2 separate regions of the Triticum aestivum genome follow, and region 1 is linked to region 2. Evidence: chromatin contacts called from public Hi-C data. All regions are on one chromosome and are shown on one strand. The core of a region is the stretch at or near the end of the contact, and the rest is flanking DNA. Distances in the headings are between cores, read along the strand shown.

Region 1 (4,898 bases), core at 2,134-4,633, 570 kb before region 2:
TTACTGGCAGGTTGCTTCCGATCTGCGGCGTGGTCTCGATTCCAGTTCCACGAAGCGGGCTTGGAATTCGGCTCGCCAGCACGGAAGCTCTCTGCGCAGTTGGATTAGGCAGCCGAGCATACGGCGGAAGGAAGAGCTTCGGTTTGACCCAGCAGAGACAACTGAGACAGTGACGGGCACTGCGGCCTGGTTGCGGAGGAGGGGCTGCTGGCTGAGTGCGTCCGGCGCGAGGCCAGCAGCGGATTAAAAATCCCCAGGGTTTGGCAACGAGGACTACGAAGCGCAGCTAAAGACGAACCAACCAAATCCTAACAGACGGGACAACAGAAACGAACCAGCACAAAAACCCCAACACGCACGCACAGCGCGCGAATCCCACCGGACACGAGAAACCCACGCCGCGCGCGCGCGCGCGTTCGTGGCCGCCGCTCCCTCCCTTTCCGCGGGAGGACGCATGGGGCATCGCAACCAGATCGCACCGCCGGGTGGCAACGACATGGACGGCTGGACAGAGGGGGGTAGCGGGGTAGGGGGGAGAGGCAACGCACCGTCGCGGATCCCGTGCGCGGGCGGCGGGCGGGGGAGTGCCGCCGCGGGCCGGGCGCTCGTCGCCTCCGTTGGCTGGCTGGGGCGGTTCGGGGTGAGGAGGGCCAGCGGAAGGCCTCGATTTGCGGGGCGAAGCGTGGGAGGGGGAGAGAGAGGGGGCAGCGAACGCGGAGAGAGAGGGGGCAGGTCTGCACTCTTGGTGGCGCGTGTTAATGAAACCAGCAACAGCAAGATCCGTGAGATGATTAGCGAGCAGGGTTGCAGATTAAACGTACACGGGACGCTGTTAAGCGGAGGGAATGTCCCTCCCGTGCCGAGATGCGCGAGAGCGAGACGGATAATAATACTCCTTCCGTTCCTAAATATTTGTCTTTTTAGAGATTTCGACAAGTAACCACATACGAAGCAAAATGAGTGAATCTACAGTTCTACCCTTTAAAATATGTCTATATACATCCGTATGTGGTAGTTCATTTGAAATATCTAAAAAAATATTTAGGAACGGAAGGAGTAATTGTTATTCTGTGTTAAAAAAATTCTTATTCTAGTACTAGTAGTATAGATTAGTAGTAGTAGTGGGTCTTTTTTAGATGATTAACGTTGGGGACTTGAGGGGAGATCTCTGTCGGCGCCGACCCAATGGGATGGAGGCGAAGGGATATACCATTATTATTTTCTCTCTTCCTTCGCTGTCCTGCTGCTGGTGCTGCAGTGCTGATGCGCGTATGGCCAATCAATCAGCTTTGTCACGTGAGTCTTTCCTTTTGTTTTCCTTTCGTTTCCGTTTGTTTTTTCCTATGGACTTTGCTCCTCGAGATGCTGCACTTTCATTCTTTGCCAAGAAGTTGTAGGGCAAGACCTTTAGTGCAACGAGCCGGAGGAAACCCAAACTGGCCACGGCCGAGCCATAGGGGATACTCACGTTCTAAAACTAAACGCGGCAGCCGACTACGACAATGTACCGCCTCCGGGCCAAATGCCTGATTGGTTTTCCATATCACGTGCATCCCACATTCCCACTCTACGCACAGAATTTTCGACCAGAGATCTACCCATCCATCCATCTACGCCACGCGCCGACACGGGCATGCAGCCACCGACACGCAACAGCTTGCTCGACGGAAGTCCATGGGATCCACACAGCAAATGGTCACCAAAATCCACAAATGCCAGCGCCACCACCCACCGGCGCAGCCACACACGGGACCTCATGTCCAAGGGAGTTATGGCGCGCCCATAAAGACCCACCCAAATTTGGTGCGTGAAGGTTGAAGATCTTTGAGGTAATAGCATCGCAGGTCCTTGAACTTGTCTTGCATGTGATACTTTGGTCCTAAAACCTGCAAAAGCAAACTATCTAGTCCTCGAACTTGTCCTAAAGGTGCAAATTTGGTCCTGGACGTATCAGATGCAGCCATGTGGAGCCAGCTCGGCCGAGCCGGTCAGCGCCGTGCATTTTGCATTTTGCCCCCTGCCTTCTGTTGATTTCAACCCGCAGTATACCTCGTGGCTGTCAAAGGATATCACCTGAAGCGTCAGGTCAGGCTCCTCGTCGGCTTGCCGCTGCTGCCCAAGCCCCAGGTTGTGGCCGGAGTGGAGGAGAGGGAGCACGCCGGTGGTGGCCTAAAGCTGTCGGGGCACCCGAAGCTGACCTCCTCGTCGCCACCCATGAGGAACGGCATCGGGCCCAGCAACGCCCGCGGCGCAGCAAGGGAGGCGGCTTCCTTGCTGCCGCTCCGCCTGCGCCGCCGCAGGGTGCACCAGCGCGTGCGCCTTGATGCCGATGGGATACAGCACGAGCGAGCCATAGAGCTGGAGGGAGGCCACATCGGCGTAGCCGTAGGGGTAGGCCTCGAGCTGGTGCACCGCACGCCGGCCAGCGTGCGCTCCCGCCGGTGCGCGTTCTGGTGCCCGCCCAGCGCCTGCGAGCTGAAGAACTTCCCCTGGCAGTAGTTGCACGTGAACACCCGCCGCCGGTCCTGTCGGTGGTGCTCGATTTTGCGGTTGTGGTGTCGGCGGCGGTGACGGTGAGCGACAGGTCGAGGGCGAGCTTGGGGCGGGAGGAGGTGTTGGATGCCTCGTTGTTAGACGCCGCCTGGCCGCTGATGTCGGACAGTTGATCCTCACGCACCTCTTGGACGCTGCTGCTCTTCGTCTCTGAAGTCTGAACAATCTCTCTCTCTCTCTTCAAATCATATTGAACAAACTCAGCATGAACAATCACAGCAGGCATGCAATGCAATGGAATGGAATGGCTTTACCGAGCTGCACATCAATCAGCAGCTCATGGCAACAAACAAATCATCAGTGTAAGTGGAAAAGAAAAACAGAGTACACATCAGCGATCTTCAGAGAAGCAGCACGGCCAAGGATTTCAGCCGGCAGGACATGGCGTCGGCCATGGCGGCCACGTTCTCCCGGGCGATGCAGCTCCAGCTCTGCCCGCTGCCCGAGACCCGGCAAGCCGTCGCGAAGTCAAGGATCTTGCCGAAGATTCTGAACATCTCTACAAGTTGATCCTGTCCTGGCCGGTGGCGAACACTGTTGGAATCCATGGGTGCGTCCGGGTGCGCGGACGCCTCGGTCCACTGGAGCAGCGGTGTCAAGCCGAGGTTCATCTCGAACACCTTCCGCACCACCTTGTCCCTTCTATTCGCCGGGTCACACCACGAGACGCAGAGCATGAACATGGATGCGCAGCAGACCAGCGCCGGCGTGTAGTCTCGGAGCCGTGGCGGCGGCCGGGACGTCTGGACGACGGACCATGAGTCGGCGTCGAGATGGTAGGCGTGTCGGACTCGCAGTAGACGTAGGACCTGCCGTGCTATTACCTCAAGATCTTTTAGCCACAACACTGCTGGTCATTTCGCTCGTGAGTTCCTGGCCAGAAGAAAAAGAAAAAAAAAACTCAGGAATCCTAGGGCTCAGACGCTCAAAGTGAGCCCCAGCTGGTTACAGCGACACGCCGACACCATCTGCTTGTTCAGTTGCTCTGGAAGAAGACATTTTACACGAAACATCTTGGTTCACACAGGAGTCCGGTAAAAATCAAACATTGCAAAAGCAGGCCCCAGCGTTCAGCGTTTCTCGACCAACACAAATCATGCACCACACGGTGCCGAATCGCTTCTTCTAAGCCGTATCTCCATACATGTGGGAGAAAAGAACTGTTCCATTTGAGCAGTCGCAACAAAATGACCACCTTCTCCGTTTAAAAAAATGCCCGCCTTTTCTGTATGATTACATCGAGTCCCAACTAAATCTACACGACGATCTCATGTCCGGGCGTCCAATTCTCCACCGCCAAATGCAGCCAGACACAGATCCTGGAACGCGTCGACATGTTCCTGTCATTTCTGTTTCAACTATCCCTTCAACACATAACGGCGAATGTGTTTTCAACCTCTAACGCCAGAATTCCTGCTCATGGCTCCGCCACACATGAACTCTCCCACAACGGCGAAAAATCTTCTGGGGATCGACCAGACATCAATGCTTTCATGTCACTTTGCATCTACTTTATCTGCATGAAGCCCGAGACCTCACCTAAGAAAACACGGAGATTTTTCCGGAATTTCTGCCTGTTTGGCCGGTCAAGGGTGCTTGAGAGATTATTTGAACTTGTCAGGTTATGGAAAGCAAGTGCCAGCCTTGATTTTACAGTCGGATTCTGCTCTTTCTCAAGCAACTCATGGACCAGTCTCTGCAGAGGGAGACGTGATGAGAACACATAGCAAAATAACAAAAATTAAGCCTTAGTATTGTACTTGATCTGATAACTGTTAACCTATTAGAGAAGTGGTGAGAAAGGACCTGATATAACTCCTGTTCACAAAAAAGTAAAGGAAGCAAAGCATCTGCAGCAGAACCTGCTAGTTCCATTCTGCAACAGTCACATAGATCAGATACGTACAACAACAAATAAGGTAAGTGGAACAATATGAAGAAAAAAAATGAAGTTACAGGATCCTAAATCTATACTGAATGTAGACGTGGGGAGCTCACCTAAAATCTTCAAACAGAAGTAGTTGCAGGAGAAGCCTCAAGAAGTGACTTGATATGCTTTCCTGAAGTTTCCCATTCGATCCTTCAGATTCCATAACCTGCGAGCCAAGCCCTCCTCTGCCTCCAAGTCTTTCTTTGAAATGGTACGAGGCAAGGGCATTTACTGCTGTGAGGCACCTCTCAACAACATCGCCATCCTGCAACATGGAAAACACAAACCTAGCTATATCAGCTGAAGAATATAGACTGTATTTCAACATACAGAATGCACGGCAATGGCAATTGTTTCACATATTATATAGATCAAACAATATTTGTAGACATCACAAGTGGCACGCAAAAATACA
Region 2 (4,840 bases), core at 1,737-4,236:
TATCATTTTGAGAGTTCAGCCACTATCCTATATTGATTGGACTAGCCTCTATTTCAATTTTTTAGAAAAATCTTGGACTAATCTGTTCAATTTAATCTACTTAATATTACAGTTGCTGATACAAGCACGCAACTTTTTTTTAATTTAGCAGGAGTGCTGCTAGTATTCCATTAAGAAGAAGGTGCCGATGGCAAGTACAAAATGGCCCAAGGACCCAAGAAACAACAAACCCAAGAGAAAAACAGTGTAGCTGCAAGATACACGGCTACAAGAAACTAGCGGACTTCAACTTCATTTAAGGTCCCACTAATGAAGTATAGAACAAACCTCAACATATGTTACATATTCCTAGAAGATTGAGCTATTTCAAGCATACACTCCCTCTGTAAAGAAATATAGAGCATTTAGATCACTACTTTAGTGATCTAAACGCTCTTATATTTCTTTATGGAGGGAGAACCATATATGCAGAGAGGTTAAACCTTGAAACATCTGCTATGTTACTATATATATTGAGCAATGCCTGAAATACAAGATGTAAGAAGCCAGCCCATATAGTAGATCTATATTGTCCTGAATCCAGTCAAATAATCACACATGAAAAATCAAACATATCCCAATACATATATAGCACTACATAGTTATAACGGCGGCCTAGGGAGCAAAGAATCCAGTCAAATAATCACACATGGAAAATCAAACATATTCCAATACATGTGTAGCACTACACAGTTATCACGACAGCTTAGGGAGCAAGGAACGCCGCGTCGGTGACACTAGACAATATCTTAGCTTAGCCTAATCATCGCATATAGAACATATATAACAAGGCAAAAATGGAGAATACATATCCCCCTAGCCACTTGGTCCAAAACATCGCCTGAAGACAACAGAACATCAAAGCATCCACTCCCTACTCCCATGCTCAATTACCAACAGGCAGACACCTTCTCTAGCAGAAGCATTGGGCACCAAAGCAGCAAGGCAGAGGGCATCCAGCTAACAAGTGAGATGCACAACAAGCAGCAGAGAAAATCAGCAAGATGAAAGAGCTAAGAAAGCCCAATGTGACAGGTGTGTTCGCAAAGCGATAGCGCTGAGCAGGGAGGTGACGATGCACGGTGGTTGCGAACTACAAAAGGCCGACAGCAAGGGGAAGTGGAGTCCCTCTGTCTCCTGGACTGCTGCCAGTCGAGGCAAGCAGTCATGTCATCTGCTGACCTATTTGATAACATCATGTCTCCCACAGAAAAAGGTAACATGCCATTGACTACTATGCTATGTCCACCCCATAACACTACGTAACATCCAATACAACATTCAACATAACAAAGCAGACAAAACAACGAAATGTTAGCATCATTTGGGAGAGCAAGACACACTAATGGTAAAGCCTTGAGACCGTGATAACACTACAGGTAACACCATATATGATATTGTCAACAAAAGCTATATAGTCTATGTTGCATTTTATCTACTGTTCTGCACAGGTATGCATCAAATTAGCAGCCAAAAAGAGCTCAACAAAATATGCACACGGAGCAACAATTCGACCTTCTCACATGAAGCCATTGACTATCACCTATCACCAGAGCAATACTCAAACAGATTGCAACCAGGAAATAGCAACTTCAAATTCCATGAGTGCACTAAGGAGAAAAGTTAGCACGTTTTACTATCAAGAACACTGATGCATACCTGTATCATTGCATATAAATCTCAAAAGTCCAAGTAAATGACAGAACAGACCCTCCATCAAAAATTTACATAGTAATTGCTTGGCAAAAGGAATACCATCATCCAAACAAAACAATCTAAAGTAACCCAAAGAGACAAAAGCAGACAATTCAAGCCAGATCTCTAGCACAGTGTACCACTGCAAAAATGTCCTCAGAAGAGTGAACTATCATTTTAAGTAAGCATGGGCTCAAAGTATAACACAAATTGCTGTAGCATAAAACAAATCTTTGATAGCACTAGATCTCGGTACAGCATCAGAGTCCACATCTCCTGAAATCCATCATTCCTCTAATCACATGCAACATTGACTATCATACCAACATTTCTTTATCTTTAATATAATGATAAAGCTGATGCATACGGTGAGGGCTCATCTCAAAAACCACAAGTAAGCACATCGGTTCAAGAAACCAAATTAGTACAGATGGTACATATTCATTCACGGCAACTGAGGAGCAGAAAGTAAGCACCCGAAGAAACAGGCCAAGTACATATTTCCGCAAAAATTACTACAATCACAATCTCCCGCAGGACCTTAGCCTTTGATGTACCAGACCCCGTCGCTTTGTATCCTCGGCTTAAGCTAGCAATCCTGATACGAACATAACAATCTAAACTCATAGAGAGGCACTGCAGCACAAGGCGCCACCAAGGCAGAGCGTTCTAACAACATTTTTCCAAGAGTTCCAACAGGAGATCACGCTAGCCACGCAAAATAACGGACGAACCGCGCCAATATATGAGCAAATCCAAAGGAGCACGCGAGGGCAAGAGGACGGGTGAGAGGTTACCAGCTTGGACGACTCAGGCAGCACGAGCCACTGCAAGTAGAGTGCCTCGGCTATGCTTGAGTTCTCCCGGAGCGCGCCCGGCGCGAGCTCTGGCAGCTGCAGCAGCTCCGGGTCAAGCGCCGACGCATCCCTCCTCGCCGCTTCCACCTCCATGCCGTCAAGACCCTGGTGCCCTTCTCATGCACCAAGCAAGGCCCCAAACCCTAGATCTGTCCCCCGCGAGCGCGTCCAGAGGCTGGAGGACGCGGTGGTGTGGCGTGAGGTGAGTGGCGAATCGGAACTCGGCGGGGTCGGCGGCGGACGACTAAGGAGGATCAGGGGTCGCCGGCGTCGAGATCTGAGGCGAGAGCCGGGGACGGGTGGAGGCGAAACCCTAGGCCGGGACAAGCGAGCGACAACAGGTGGAGGAGATGGGGGGAGGGGGTTCCGGGGGGAGGGGAGAGCGGAAGATGGTGGTGCTAGGCTGCTGGCTAATGGTGGGCGTCGATATAACAGCGGAGGGCAAAATGAAATCGTCTTTCCGATGGCACTTTCGCTCCGTGTGGCTGAATGGAGCTGATGTGGCTCAGAATGCAGCCAAACCCGTGCGTGGAAGCGGTTTTGTGTTTTTCGGTTCTATTTTCTTTCCTGTAATTGAACATATAAAGCCTCCTAGAGTACCCGCTAAACCAGCGCCATCGCGGTTTTAAACCGATCCTGCTCGCACGATATGCATCGGTGTCCATTGTCGATGTACCTTCCATCGCTGTGGTGAAAATCTGGGCGTTCGTTTTTGCGTACGCTGCGTAATCAGGCCAGAGTTGATGACAGATAGGCCAGCCTTGCCCGCGGGCCAGCCTCGCAGCCACACGGTGTGTGTGCCTGTGTTCCGATAAAAAAAAGCAGCGGCGATAGAACGTGGGTTGGCAGGAGCGATCGCGGGTTCGCAGTGCATTTTTTACCGTTCTTCTTGCACCCAGCGGCAGCCCTTCCGCTTCAGCCGCGCCGGGCCCATCTGTCGGTCTCGTGGGTGGGCGTCGCTTTTTGTCCTGCTTGCTCCTCTTTCCCCCCAATTCGCTGCCTCCTCTTTCCCCGGTCTCCCCCAATCCCCGCCTCCTCTCCTCCTCCTCAATCTGTTGCCTCTCCCCCAAGCTGCCGCCTCTCCCCTAGGCCGCCGCCCTCTCTCCTTCTCCCCCGTCTTCGGCCCCGCCCTCGCCAACTCCCGACGCTTTGTCGAGTGGAGAACCAGGAAGGAGGAGGGACGTGAAGTGGAGAAGAGGGGGTGCGATGGAGAAGGAGCCAAGCCCGCAGGAGAGCACGGAGCGCCGGCGCGCCCTGCCAGTCGCGGCTGCTCGTGGAGCTCCGGCATGTGCTGCACCATGGAGGCGCTCGTGGAGGTGCTCTCACCTTCGGAACCACCTCGATCCGTGTCTGGAACCATCCTGCTCGTCTCCAACTTTTCCAGCTCACCGATGAGGACCTCGTCTCGGCCTCCTACCAGCCCCATCCGTTGGAGCACAACGCTGCCTTCTGCCTCCCCATGCGAGATCCTTGTTCTGATTCCTTCCTCTCTTGATTAATTTCATTCTATTTCATTTCTAGGGTTTGATGTCGAGGAGGTTCCTACACCAATGGTGACAGCGGGCTCTGCTACAGGTATGCTTATCCTCTCCGCCACTCTTTTCCATCTCTCTCCTAATGATTCATTTTTTTGTGCTCATGGAGTGCTTGATGAATTGCTTGCAGGAAGCAGGGTCTAATGATGTACAATTTGCAGCTGCTGGTTTAATTGTTCAAATGGGAGCTTCCGTAGGGGCGTGTCCTCAATTCCATTACCTTTCTAGATTATTGTTTCGTGGTTGATGCAATACTCAGTTTGGTGGTTTCCTTTTGTTTTTGCTGCAGAGAGTGGAAGTTTTAGAATGGTGCGGACAGGTTGAGAGCAATAGATGTTTTTTAAGACCTAGGTGAGCACTCCAGGTTCTGTGAATTTTTCCTTCACATTACTGCAGTATTTTCATACTTCAAGGAAATATAAATGATATGGTTTCTCTCTCCCAGATTGTTACTACCGAGAATGGAATTCAAGAAGAGATACTTTTGGTCTTATCTTATTACCTCTCGTATCTGATAGATAACACAAAGTTATCAGTTTAGTTGGAAAAAGAAAAAGTCCAGATCAATTGTGAGGATATGATCATTGGCATACTTACCCCGGATGATGCCTCATTTCTTCAGAATTTGAGGCTGTTCTTGATATGCCAGGTAGGTCCGGCTATCGAGTCAATAATTATATTTTGTAGTGTGTGATGATACATTAATAATCACAC

Evidence for each region. Hi-C and Micro-C count contacts between places; a contact is called where the count stands out from the background.
Region 1: a contact with region 2 is called in a Hi-C map of leaf, with 5 times the contacts expected there. The contact joins the promoter of LOC123181074 here to the promoter of LOC123181066 in region 2. A contact is called at or near these places in 2 of 5 Hi-C or Micro-C datasets (both in leaf).

The regions. Positions count from the first base shown.
Region 1 is chr1D:215,202,273-215,207,170 of IWGSC CS RefSeq v2.1, reverse strand. LOC123181074 (F-box/kelch-repeat protein At5g42350) reads right to left here and starts at 3,383. Exons shown (of 1, transcript XM_044593291.1): 1 at 2,760-3,383. The coding sequence starts at 3,236. The coding sequence ends at 2,895. LOC123181072 (exportin-4) reads right to left here. Exons shown (of 32, transcript XM_044593288.1): 30 at 4,552-4,748; 31 at 4,360-4,429; 32 at 3,572-4,249. The coding sequence ends at 4,061. It overlaps LOC123181075 (probable methyltransferase PMT8), which reads right to left and starts at 801. Exons shown (of 8, transcript XM_044593292.1): 1 at 549-801. It also overlaps the pseudogene LOC123181073.
Region 2 is chr1D:214,629,753-214,634,592 of IWGSC CS RefSeq v2.1, reverse strand. It overlaps LOC123181066 (probable serine/threonine protein phosphatase 2A regulatory subunit B''delta), which reads right to left and starts at 2,986. Exons shown (of 13, transcript XM_044593280.1): 1 at 2,532-2,986. The coding sequence starts at 2,684. It overlaps LOC123181065 (a long non-coding RNA gene), which reads left to right and starts at 3,577. Exons shown (of 11, transcript XR_006491484.1): 1 at 3,577-4,166; 2 at 4,257-4,319; 3 at 4,416-4,477; 4 at 4,572-4,775.